Regions from separate parts of the Sus scrofa genome. Here region 2 is linked to region 1. A link is a contact called in public Hi-C data. All regions are on one chromosome and are shown on one strand. Each heading gives the region's core, a stretch centred on a gene start, on an enhancer-like site or on the middle of the called end of the contact. The rest is flanking DNA. Distances are from core to core; before and after follow the strand shown. Region 1 overlaps POLK (DNA polymerase kappa). Region 2 overlaps ANKDD1B (ankyrin repeat and death domain-containing protein 1B).

Region 1 (5,687 bases), core at 2,047-4,546:
GATAAATAAGAGCGATCATCACAAGGTTGTATATAAAACAAAAAACGGGAATCAAAGTGGGATAAGGTAAATAAATCATGTACCCCCATACAGTGGACTGCTATGAAGCATTAAAAGTGATAATCTGGAGTTCCCGTCGTGGCGCAGTGGTTAACGAATCCGACTAGGAACCATGAGGTTGCGGGTTCGATCCCTGCCCTTGCTCAGTGGGTTAACGATCCGGCGTTGCCGTGAGTTGTGGTGTAGGTTGCAGATGTGGCTCGGATCCTGCGTTGCTGTGGCTCTGGCGTAGGCCAGTGGCTACAGCTCCGATTCGACCCCTAGCCTGGGAACCTCCATATGCCGCGGGAGCGGCCCAAGAAATAGCAAAAAAAAAAAAAAAAAAAGTGATGATCTGACGGACAAATCATCTTTAGTCATGATAGCAGACCACTTAATGCAGAAGACAAAAAACTAGCTTCTACACTGGGGAAGCATGTATCAAAACAAACAAACAAAAGACACATTGTAGTTTGGCAAAGAAAACAAAATTTATTATCTCTGAACTCTATCACAAGAAGAATTTTGTAACACAGTAGATTAATATTATAATTGAATTATTATGTTATAGTTTAAAGTGCTCTGTAAATCTGAATCAGATTTTGATAAGGGGTAAAATGTCTTAAAGTAAATTCTACCTATAGTCCACTAATCTATGACAAAGGAGGCAAGAACAGACAATGGAGAAAAGACAGCCCCTTCAATAAGTGGTGCTGGGAAAACTGTACAGCTACATGTAAAAGAATGAACACTCTGTAACACCATATACAAAAATAAACTCAAAATGGATTAAAGACCTAAACATAAGACCAGGTACTATAAAACTCTTAGAGGAAAACATAGGCTGAACACTCTCTGACATAAACCATAGCAATATCTTCTCAAATCCACCTGCTAAAGTAATGACAATAAAAACAAAAATAAACAAATGGGACCTAATTAAACTTAAAATTTTTGCACAGCAAAGGAAAACCTAAACAAAACGAAAAGACAACCCACAGAATGGGAGAAAGTATTTGCAAATGAAGTGACTGAAAAGGAATTAATCTCCAAAATACATAAACACCTCCTACAGATCAATACCAAAAAAACAAACAACCCAATCAAAAAATGGGCAGAAGATCTAAACAGACAATTCTCCAGAGAAGACATACAGATGGCCAAAATACACATGAAAAGATGTTCAACATCACTCATTATTAGAGAAATGCAAATCAAAACCACTATGAGGTACCACCTTACACCAGCCAGAATGGCCATCATCAAAAAGTCTACAAACAATAAATGCTGGAGAGGATATGGAGAAATTCTTACACTGTTGGTGGGAATATAACCACTACGGAAAACAGCATGGAGATTCCTCAGAAAACTAAAAATAGAATTACCATCTGATCCAGCAATTCCGCTCCTCGGCATCTATCCAGAGAAAACCATGACTCGAAGATACCTGTACTACAATGATCATTGCAGCACTCTATACATTAGCCAAGACATAGAAACAACCTAAATGTCCATCGACAGAGGAATGGATAAAGAAGATGTGGTACATATACACAACTGAATATTACTCAGCCATAAAAAAGAATGAAATAATGGCATTTGCAGCAACATGGATGGACGTAGAAAGTATCATGCTAAGTGAAGTTAGTCAGACAGTGAGACACAAATGTTATATGCTATCACTTATACGTGGAATCTAAAAAAAAGATACAATGAATTTCTTTGCAAAATAGAAACTGACTCAGACTTTGAAAAGCTTATGGTTACCAAAGGAAACAGATTGGCAGGGCTGGGGGTTTGGGATGGAAATGTAAAACTGGGTTGTGATGATGGTTGTACATATAATAAAATTCATTTAGTTAAAAAAAAAAGTAAATTTAAGTTTTACTAGCAGAACCTTGACTACTTTGAGTTCTCGGTCTATAACATAATGCCTTGCAGGTTGGCTCTTCTCAAACTTTTCTACTGAAGTAACTTTTTAAAAAAAAGGCTATTTATTTGTTTATTTAACTGTACCTATAGCATACGGAAGTTCTGGGGCCAGAACTTCCTGCACCACAGCAGTGACTTGGCCACAGCAGTGACTTGGCCACTGCAGCAACAAGGCCAGGTCCTTAACCCACTGCACCACAAGAAACTCCTGAAATAACTTTTAACACCACAGAAAACTGAGTATTTACTCCCCAAATAGAGTACTGGAGAAGCCAAAAGCCTTCAAATTTTAAGTCTTGTTTTATCTTAAAAATTCATGAACATTTGGCATTCTACTATTTACACAAATTTTTAAAACTATGACACAATTATGTCTTAAATTACTTTCAAAATTAATTAACATATTCTCCCAAATCTTTTTTGCAAAACTAGTCTTGCAGAAAACATGTCACAGGAGGAAGTAACTATGCTCATTCATAGATTTAATACACACACACACACACACACACAAAAGAAAACATGTCACGTTTATCTTAGGGCCTCTTCAATCTATGGCAATGTATGTATATAATAAAAAGAGCAAAAGCTTTGGGTTAAATCTCAGCTCTGCCAACTACCTGTCATATGAAGCTGGGCAAGCTACTGAATCTAATGAAGGCTACATTTACTCTCCTGTGTAATGGAGGTGACAAGTCTAGGAGAAGGGTCTTTATGTAAAAGAGTAGAGCAATATTTAACAAAGTGGTGCATTTGTTAAATTTTTATGTTTTACAATGTAATGAACATTTACATTTTACCTTGTTTTCAGTTATAACCTGACCATGATGCATTTTAACTAGCAATTATTTTTCTACCAGCTTCCACTTTAGCAATTGTATTAATACCTGTAATTGTGCTTTCCTTAGCTGCTGGCTGGTAATCTGAGCTTTTTGTTGCATCATATTTTCAATTCGTTGGTTGACTTGCTTTTCTCTCTTGAGCTCATTTCCATAAAATCTAGACCCCTATGTAGGAAAACAAAACAAAGCACAAGAAAAATATGTGAAGGAAATGAATATGTGAATATGCATCATTGTAAACCTGGTGGCTAAGAGTATAGAGCCTAGAATCAGAACGACTGAATTTGAAAATTGGCCCCACTACTTACATAGCTGGGTGACCCTAACATTAATCTTATTATGTCTCTGGTCTCCTTATCTGTAAAATGAATTTATAGTTACCTAAATCATAGGATTGCTGTGAGGCAGTACATAGCACAGTACAAACTCTCCAAGATGAGTACAGATCTGTACACAGAAAATAACAACTTGTCCTAGGCAGGATCCTTGGGGCACATCCAAGGCCTTAGTCAGCCGGGTCATCAGTTATCTCCTTCACTTTCACTTAAAAAGCACTGTAAAAAATTAACTAATAGAAACCTCGATTAAATAGAGTCTGAGATCATAAGGGGGAGCTCTCAACTTCTTTGATGATAGCAGAAAGCAATAAATAGAAGACCTCTTTACTTTCCTGGCAAAGACTCACCCAATGAAAAATCATGGACTCTGTTTACCATACCCATGCCAACTTCCTTTTCCCCTCTAGGAAAGGGTTCTCCTTTTCATTTTTGCTGGAGACTTGCACGTGGCTCATGGCTTGTCATAGTTATAGACCTTGAACTGCAATTCTCTGCTAATCCCTAACAAACCCGTTTTTTGGTGGAGAAATAACTGGCGGTCTATTTGTACTTTCTTATCTGGCGGTCAACAGTACTTTCTTAAAAGTTTTAACATTAGTCATTAAAGAAAATGTAGAATATAACTTTTACAAAATTACCCAACATCCTATCACCGTATATACCACCTGTCCGTTCATTAGGCTGATGGGTGTTTAGATTATTTTTACTTTTTGGCTATTATGAAAAATGCTGCAATGAACATCTATGTACGTTTTTGTGTTGACCCATGTTTTCATTTTCCTTGGATATGTACCCAAGAGTGGAATCTCTATGACACATGGTAACTCCATGCGAAATGTTTTAAGGAAACGCCAGACTGTTTTTCAAAGTGGCAGAACCATTTTACAGTCTCACGCAATGTATGAGGGTACCAATTTCTCCACATCCTTGTCAATATTTGTTATTGTGTGTCTTGTTTATTATAGCCATTCCAGGCTATAATACTGTGAATGACATCTCATTGTGGTTTTATTTGCATTTCCCTAATGACTAATGATGTTAAACATCTTTTGGTGTTTATGAGCCATTCTTACATATTTTTAAATGAAAAATCTACTTATATCTTTTGCATTTTTTTGATTGGGTTTCTTCTTCTTAATGAGTTGTAGGAATAATTCATATCACTTCCTTATTATTATTCCTTATTATTAGTATCCCTTATTATTACTTCCATATTAATTCCAATTACCAAGTTTTGTAATTTTCAAGGTGTAGGTGTTGCTTTCCTTTTGAATTTCCTATGTTTTAGATCATGGCATCTATGAACAGATAGTTTTAGTTATTCATTTCCAATCTTGATGGGTTTTATTTCTTTTAATTAATTACCTGACTGCAATGGCTAAAACATTCAGGACTATGTTGAATAGCACTGGTGAGATTGGACAGACTTGCCTTGTTTCTGATTTTAGGGCAAAAGTGTTCAGTTTTCTACCATAAGGTATGATGACAACTATAAGATTTTACAGACGCCCTTTAGAAAAACTCTATTAAGGGTTTTTAGCATGAATTGGTATAGGATTTCATCAAACATGCTTTTTCTGCATCTGTTCATATGACCATGTGGATTTTTTTTTTTGTCCTTTATTCTATTAATATGGTGCAGTACATGAGTTGATTTTTGGATGCTAAACTAACCTTGGATTTGGCCATGGCACATAATTTTTTAAACATATAATTAGATTCACTTTGCTAATATTTTGCTGAGGACTTTTGCGTTTATAATGCTCTTTAATCTGCTTCCCTGGCTTTAGTATCAAGGGGATACAGGCCTCACAGTAAGAGTTGAGACGTGTTCCATCCCTCTATACTTTGTGGAAGAGCTTGTAGAGTATCAGTATTTCTTCTTTAAATGTCAGATAAAGTTCACCAGTGAAGCCATCATGACTTGATCTTTTTGGGAGGAAGCGGAAAAGGGAGATTTTTAATTACTAATTTAATTTATTTTCTTATTATAGCTGTCTTTAGATTTTCTATATTTTCTTAAGTCAGCTTTGGAAAACTATGAATTTCTAGACATTTGTCCAGTTTATTGGGTTTTATTTTTTGGCCACTCCTGCAGCATGTGGAAGCTCCCAGGAAGAACCTGCTCCACAGCAGTAACCAAGGCCACTAAAGTGACAACACCAGATCCTTAACTCACTGTGCCATAAGGGAACTCCTGTTGGATTTTGTTTTGAAATACTCTTCCTCCACCTCCAAAATTCAGTAGGGTAAGGTAAGTAAGATATTTGTAAAATATGTTGGTAACTGTTGATGCTGAGTGATGATTACCTGGGACTCACTTCACTATTCTAATTTTGGAAATGTTGAAAATTTTCTGATAAGTTTTTAAAAAGTAAATTGCATTGCTATGGAGCTGCAACATTAGAAAATTTCAATTTTAAAATATATTTATAGAAGTTCCCACTGTAGCACAACGGGATTGGCAGCAGCATCTCTGGAGTGCAGGGATACAGGTTCAAACCCCAGCTGGGCACAGTGAGTTAAAGATCCAGCATTG
Region 2 (5,687 bases), core at 1,682-4,181, 120 kb before region 1:
ATGTGAGATTCGTTATCAAAAAATCTATTTTTATCAGCACATACAATGTTTGTGAAGAAATGGGGCGTGAGGGGAGAAAGACTGTCCTTCAGCAAGATCAAGAATATATAAAGAGAAATGTGTTTAATTCAGACAACCTGTTGTTTTGTACTGACAGGAATAATTTTTTCCACGGAGTTTCCGTCGTGGCTCAGTGCTTAGGAACCATGAGGTCGAGGGTTTGATCCCTGGCCTCACTCAGTGGGTTAAGGATCCGGCGTTGCCGTGACCTGTGGTGTAGGCCACAGACGCAGCTCAGATCCCTCGTTGCTGTGGCTCTGGCGTAGGCCGGCAGCTACAGCTCCAATTCGACCCCTAGCCTGGGAATCTCCACATGCCGCAGGAGCGGCCCCAGAAAAGGCAAAAAGACCAAAAAAAAAAAAAAAAGCAAAAAGGAATAATTTTTTCCAGAAGAAAAATTTCTGAACTAAAGTATCAGAAATGAGGGTTACGAGTCTTACCTCCCAAACTGCCCTTTGCTTATTTAGCATGTCCAGTAATTGGCCACAAAGTAAACAGCCAAAAATGGCTTCCATTATTATTTCCTTTGGATTGTGTAACAGACACAGTGGCAGTCCCCTGTACTATTTCATTTTTTTCCCAGCAACCTACGATCTAACCTAATGATCAGAAACCCTGTCACTAGTCAACCAGTAATCAGATTTCTGACCCTTGAGCGCCATCTGCTGGCTAATTGCCCGCTCCTGGAGCTACTTATCCTGTGCTGTATTTTGTAGCTCACGCTGCCCCTGGAACCATGCATCTGCTTCTGCAGTTCTCTTGCCCACCATCCCTAGGGACAAACAGCTCTCTTGACAGGGTCAGAATGGGTGGCTATCAACTAAAATTTCATACCAGTTACAAGAATTTCTCCCACCTGTAATGGTTATCCAGTTATTTATGTACAAAGAAACAATTACATAATACTTTCAAGAAAGGACGTTATTTTTCCATTTCTTTAAAGAGGAACACTTAAAGCGAATCTGACATGAGGGTCTTTGTTTCAAGAGGTTTCATTTTTTTTTTAAAGAAAGCCTTCTGAAATATAAATGTTCTGACGTAATATATATAATTTTACTTCAATGATTTTAAAGATGACTTCTCTAAGTGGAGACCTTAATAGGACTCTACATGTACTCATGTTTATGGGGTTAAATTATAGATAATGAAATATTTAATATGGGGTTAAATTATAGATAATGAAATATTTAATATGGGGTTAAATTACAGATAATGAAATATTTAATGTATAATTCTGTGGGGTTATTAAAGCATTTTTTTGCCTTTTCAGCAAACCATTCCTCAAGCTACTGCAGCAAAATATCCCCGGACCATCCACCCTGAAAGTAGTACCTCGGTTTCCAGGTCTCTAGGAACCAGATCAACTCACACGCAATCTCTCACAAGCATTCATTCCATAAAAGTGGTTGACTAAAAAGAATGTTCATATTGAGGTCTTTTAATTCTTCTGGTTTTAACCAAGAATTACAAGTCTTTAGTTTTTAAAATTTCGTATTCTTAGAACACCATGGATGCGTCATGTTCATTTTTTCAAAATGACAAGAGACTTTTTCAAGCTGTACTATCCTTTGTAACTGTATGTAGGGTTATTTTAATTTTATTTTTTATTTAAGCAACTAAGTAAAACTTTCTTAAATTAAAAAAGAAACTGGATTTTTTTTAATAGGCTCAGCCTGTCACTGATTACATCACAGTATATAAATCCTGTTTTTGCAATATTACTGCCAAAAGGCTAAATCAGTTAACTTTGAGAACTTTACTAAAAAAAAAAATTATTAAAACTAACGCAGGAGAGTTCCCATGTGGTGCAGTGGTTCCGACTAGGAACCATGAGGTTGCGGGTTCGGTCCCTGGCCTTGCTCAGTGGGTTAAGGATCCTGCGTTGCTGTGGCTCTGGTGTAGACCAGTGGCTACAGCTCCGATTAGACCCCTAGCCTGGGAACCTCCATATGCCTCGGGAGTGGCCCTAGAAAAGGCAAAAAGAAAAAAAAAAAAAAAAAACTAATGCAAACTAAATTTTTTATATGACAGTTTAAAAGGTAAGGCCCAGAGTAATAATGTTTTATCACAAAGTTTTTCATGACTTTAGTACATTAGTACCATTTTTCTAGGACTATAACAAAAATAGGGGGAAATGGCAATACTTATGAATCATTTTTAATGTTGAAGGGAAAAAAATTTTTACTAGCACAAAAACAGTGACAGAAACATCAAAAAGAAATTTCCTATTCAAATGATCCTGTTTCTTACCTTTTTGAAACTCTACGGCGTTGAACCCTTTTTGCCTCTGAACATCCATTTGTCCTGTGGTGGTCCAGCCCTAGGCAGAGACTTCACTCGCTGGTCAACAGGAAGAAATCATCTGGGCAAAACAGATTGTGGAGAAAAAAAAAGACCAGGCTTCTAATGGTTTTATTGTTGGCTAACTGGGTTATCTTGAGCCAGACACTTAGTTTACATTAATGTCAGGATCCTCATCTGTGAAATAATGCGATCTACCCTACCTGCTTCCCAAAGTATTAATGGCTTACATGAAAATGAATGGATTCTGAAGAACTTGCGTAGAGCTTGTTTCCATATCTTTAACAGAAGCAGATGGACTTAATAATCTGAAGCCTCTTTCTATCTGAACATAAGCTAGCTCTATGTTCTAACTTTACTCTTGGAAATCGTTTTTCTTATTGCCTCATGTTATAACAAGACATGAAAGAATAAATGTGAGCTATGCAAATAGACCATTTTCTAAAGGACATACCGAGGCTTTTTTGAACTATTGACGTGTCTGGCTGTGTTTTCCAGAGTGTTAGATCCTTCTCATACAACACTTGTTTTGGATTCCGGCCAGTTACCACTGTGGCAAACAGCTCCTCTTGGGTCAATAAACACAAGTCAGCAACACCACCTCTCCTGCTGCCCATTTCCGGGACAGGCTCCTCCCCATGGCTTTCCTATCTGCTCAGAGCCACCTACTCCTGTGCGGCCCTGAATGAACACCCATGGCGTAAACAGATTAACTCTTCCTTTCTCTGTATGAACTATCCTGAGATGCACTCACTAGTCAATCCTTGAGGTCAGATCACCAACTCCGTTTGATGCCACGTGTTGGCCAGTTTGGTCAATCACCCTGGTCTTGGCTCTCCCACCTTCCCCTTTCACTTCCTTTTTCCTTCATTCCTGCACCCTTTGCTCATCAGCTTTGGTCTTGGGCTCTGCTTTTTGAGGTACCTGCATGACAACTAAGAATGGTTTTCAGTATCAGAGCCATAACCACATGGACAAACGAAAGTGGATATTACAAATACTGTCATTAAGAATAAGGAGTTCCCATCGTGGCGCAGTGGTTAACGAATCCGACTGGGAACCATGAGGTTGCGGGTTCAGTCCCTGCCCTTGCTCAGTGGGTTAACAATCCGGCGTTGCCGTGAGCTGTGGTGTAGGTCGCAGATGCGGCTCGGATCCAGCGTTGCTGTGGCTCTGGCGTAGGCCGGTGGCTGCAGCTCCGATTCAACCCCTAGCCTGGGAACCTCCATATGCCGTGGGAGCGGCCCAAGAAATAGCTAAAAAAGACAAAAAAATAAATAAATAAAAGAATATTGTAAGCATCTTTTAAAGCTTTATCTAAACTCTAGAAATTGAACACTGCCTCAAGTAATTAGTGTTAGCCTAATTCAACTCAAATTCAACAATTAAAACACTTGAACAGTAAGAGTATGTATTCACATTTATTTTTGCATAAAGAAGTTACCCACATTTTAAAGTAAGGTCAGTAGAAACTGGCCATATTGGAGAATAGGTGGGGACAATGCTTTTCACTAGAAACCTTTCTAAAACCTTTTTGGAACTGTGAACATAGTACCATTTTAAACATTCATAGCATGAAGTATACCATTTACAATCATCATGAGGTGAAGATGTAGATCTGTAAATTCATGATTATCTATAAATTCATGATATAATAACTAGACTGAAACGGCTCCCAATTTTATTTCTTGCCTTACAGACCTTGGCCTATAGAGTCAGAATTTGAAAATGGAGAGCCTTAAATCATAACGAACAGCTAAACATAAGCTGATATAAATTGATACCTGATTTCATATTTCAGAAGCTTTTCAGATTACAAAAATGATGCGTGTTCAGTATGTACCAAAAGTACAAAGAAAAATTACAGTCACTTGTACTTACATCACCAAGAGATTAAAAAACACTGGTGCATACACCTCTGCTCTCTTCTAATGTCTTACCCATAGGTGTTACTTAAAGGCGACAGTGACTACATTTCCAAAGCAAGTTTCTCTTATGAAATCATCAGTAACAGTTAATATTTCAATACTATGGCTATGGGGTTAGGCACTTGACAGGCATTCTCTCTTCATCATCACCTCAACATTATGGAGCAAACAGACCTTTCCCTCATCCTTTCCACATAGAGAAGGAAACTAAAGACAGGAGAACTTGAATGTCAGCAATGCTCTAAGGCTCACAGTTAATAAATGGCAAAACCATGTCTGCCTATGCTAAAACCCTTGCTTTTTCATATACCATGATGGTCCCACCATCATGTATTTTTAAAACATGATCCACAAAATCCTAGATTATGCTCTCACTAGACATGCTATCATCTATTGCATCAGATGGCAGAAATGGGAAAATCATATACAACTTGCCTTAAGCAAAACCAAAAAAAAATGTTCAGTTCAGCAGTTAGAAAGTATAATTCCATTTTTTTCATCTGTTAGAGAAATCCTATTACTGCCATCTTCATAGCTGCGAGGGACATAAATCCTACTGGAAGAACTTCATGACATTTACAGAACTGAAATTTAAAAGGACTGAATCCGGAGTGGAAAATCATTTAAATACAACTTCTTTAGGCATTTATGAAACAGCACATTTCTTGTGCCTTGAGTCAGTTTCACTTTTAAATTGACGAATCTTTTCTGAAAAAAAATAAGATAACATTAGTAAGAGCTAACATTTATTAAGCATTTGCTACACGTCAGGCACTATTCATCCCACACCAGCCCTTTGACACAGGCATTTTTCTAGTTAATAACTGAGGACACTGGCAGAGTGAGTTCTCTATAGAACTTGCTCAAAATCACACAGCCCATTAGGGTTGCAATTCAGCTATATGTCCACACAGTCTCAGGGCAAAGCACAAGCCCTTCCCCACTGCAGTAGGCTGCCTCTTAGTCTTCCCCAAGAATTCGTGTGGACACTTTCATAGAAATGAGAAGGTTCAAAGTTTAGGGGAAACCCCCCAGTGCTGAGAGGATGATGTCACGGAAGGCAGGCATCATCCATGCACTATACCTCGTACCTGTCACTGTTGAAACTGAATATTGGATCCATGAGCTGATGTGATTTATGGTTTCAGTTTCGGGTAAAACCCCATCAGTGAAAATAATGGCAAGTGTCCCTATGTTTTGGTTTGCTACATAACAGTTCTAACACCACCTAATTTAATCAGTACGTTTTCAAAGCATCTTCTTTGACAATGTGGCCTTTGGCAGAGTGATTTTTAGCAATGATCCCAGAGGGCAAAATAATTGCCTGTCTGCTCTTTTCTCTCAACCTAGAGATAACTTTTTCAAATATACTAACTTGCAGAGTTTCCAAGAGGAACA

What was found. A called contact is a pair of places that touch in the nucleus more often than the background predicts.
Region 2: a Hi-C map of liver shows a contact between it and region 1, with 5 times the contacts expected there. The contact joins two enhancer-like sites. A contact is called at or near these places in 3 of 47 Hi-C or Micro-C datasets (embryonic fibroblasts, liver and skeletal muscle).

Annotation. Positions count from the first base shown.
Region 1 is chr2:84,570,385-84,576,071 of Sscrofa11.1, reverse strand. It overlaps POLK (DNA polymerase kappa), which reads right to left. Exons shown (of 16, transcript XM_021084453.1): 3 at 2,856-2,975. Among named protein-coding and RNA genes, the nearest start is that of POLK, 18 kb to the right of the region's middle. Within about 2 kb of position 3,296, at least 4 of the 83 cell types and tissues checked have an H3K27ac peak or open chromatin away from gene starts, as enhancers often do. A contact at or near this core is called in liver, where this site is marked.
Region 2 is chr2:84,686,470-84,692,156 of Sscrofa11.1, reverse strand. ANKDD1B (ankyrin repeat and death domain-containing protein 1B) reads right to left here. Exons shown (of 14, transcript XM_013994918.2): 14 at 2,338-2,422. The coding sequence ends at 2,394. POC5 (centrosomal protein POC5) reads left to right here. Exons shown (of 13, transcript XM_005661493.3): 13 at 1,331-2,565. The coding sequence ends at 1,474. Among named protein-coding and RNA genes, the nearest start is that of POC5, 42 kb to the left of the region's middle. Within about 2 kb of position 2,931, at least 3 of the 83 cell types and tissues checked have an H3K27ac peak or open chromatin away from gene starts, as enhancers often do. A contact at or near this core is called in liver, where this site is marked.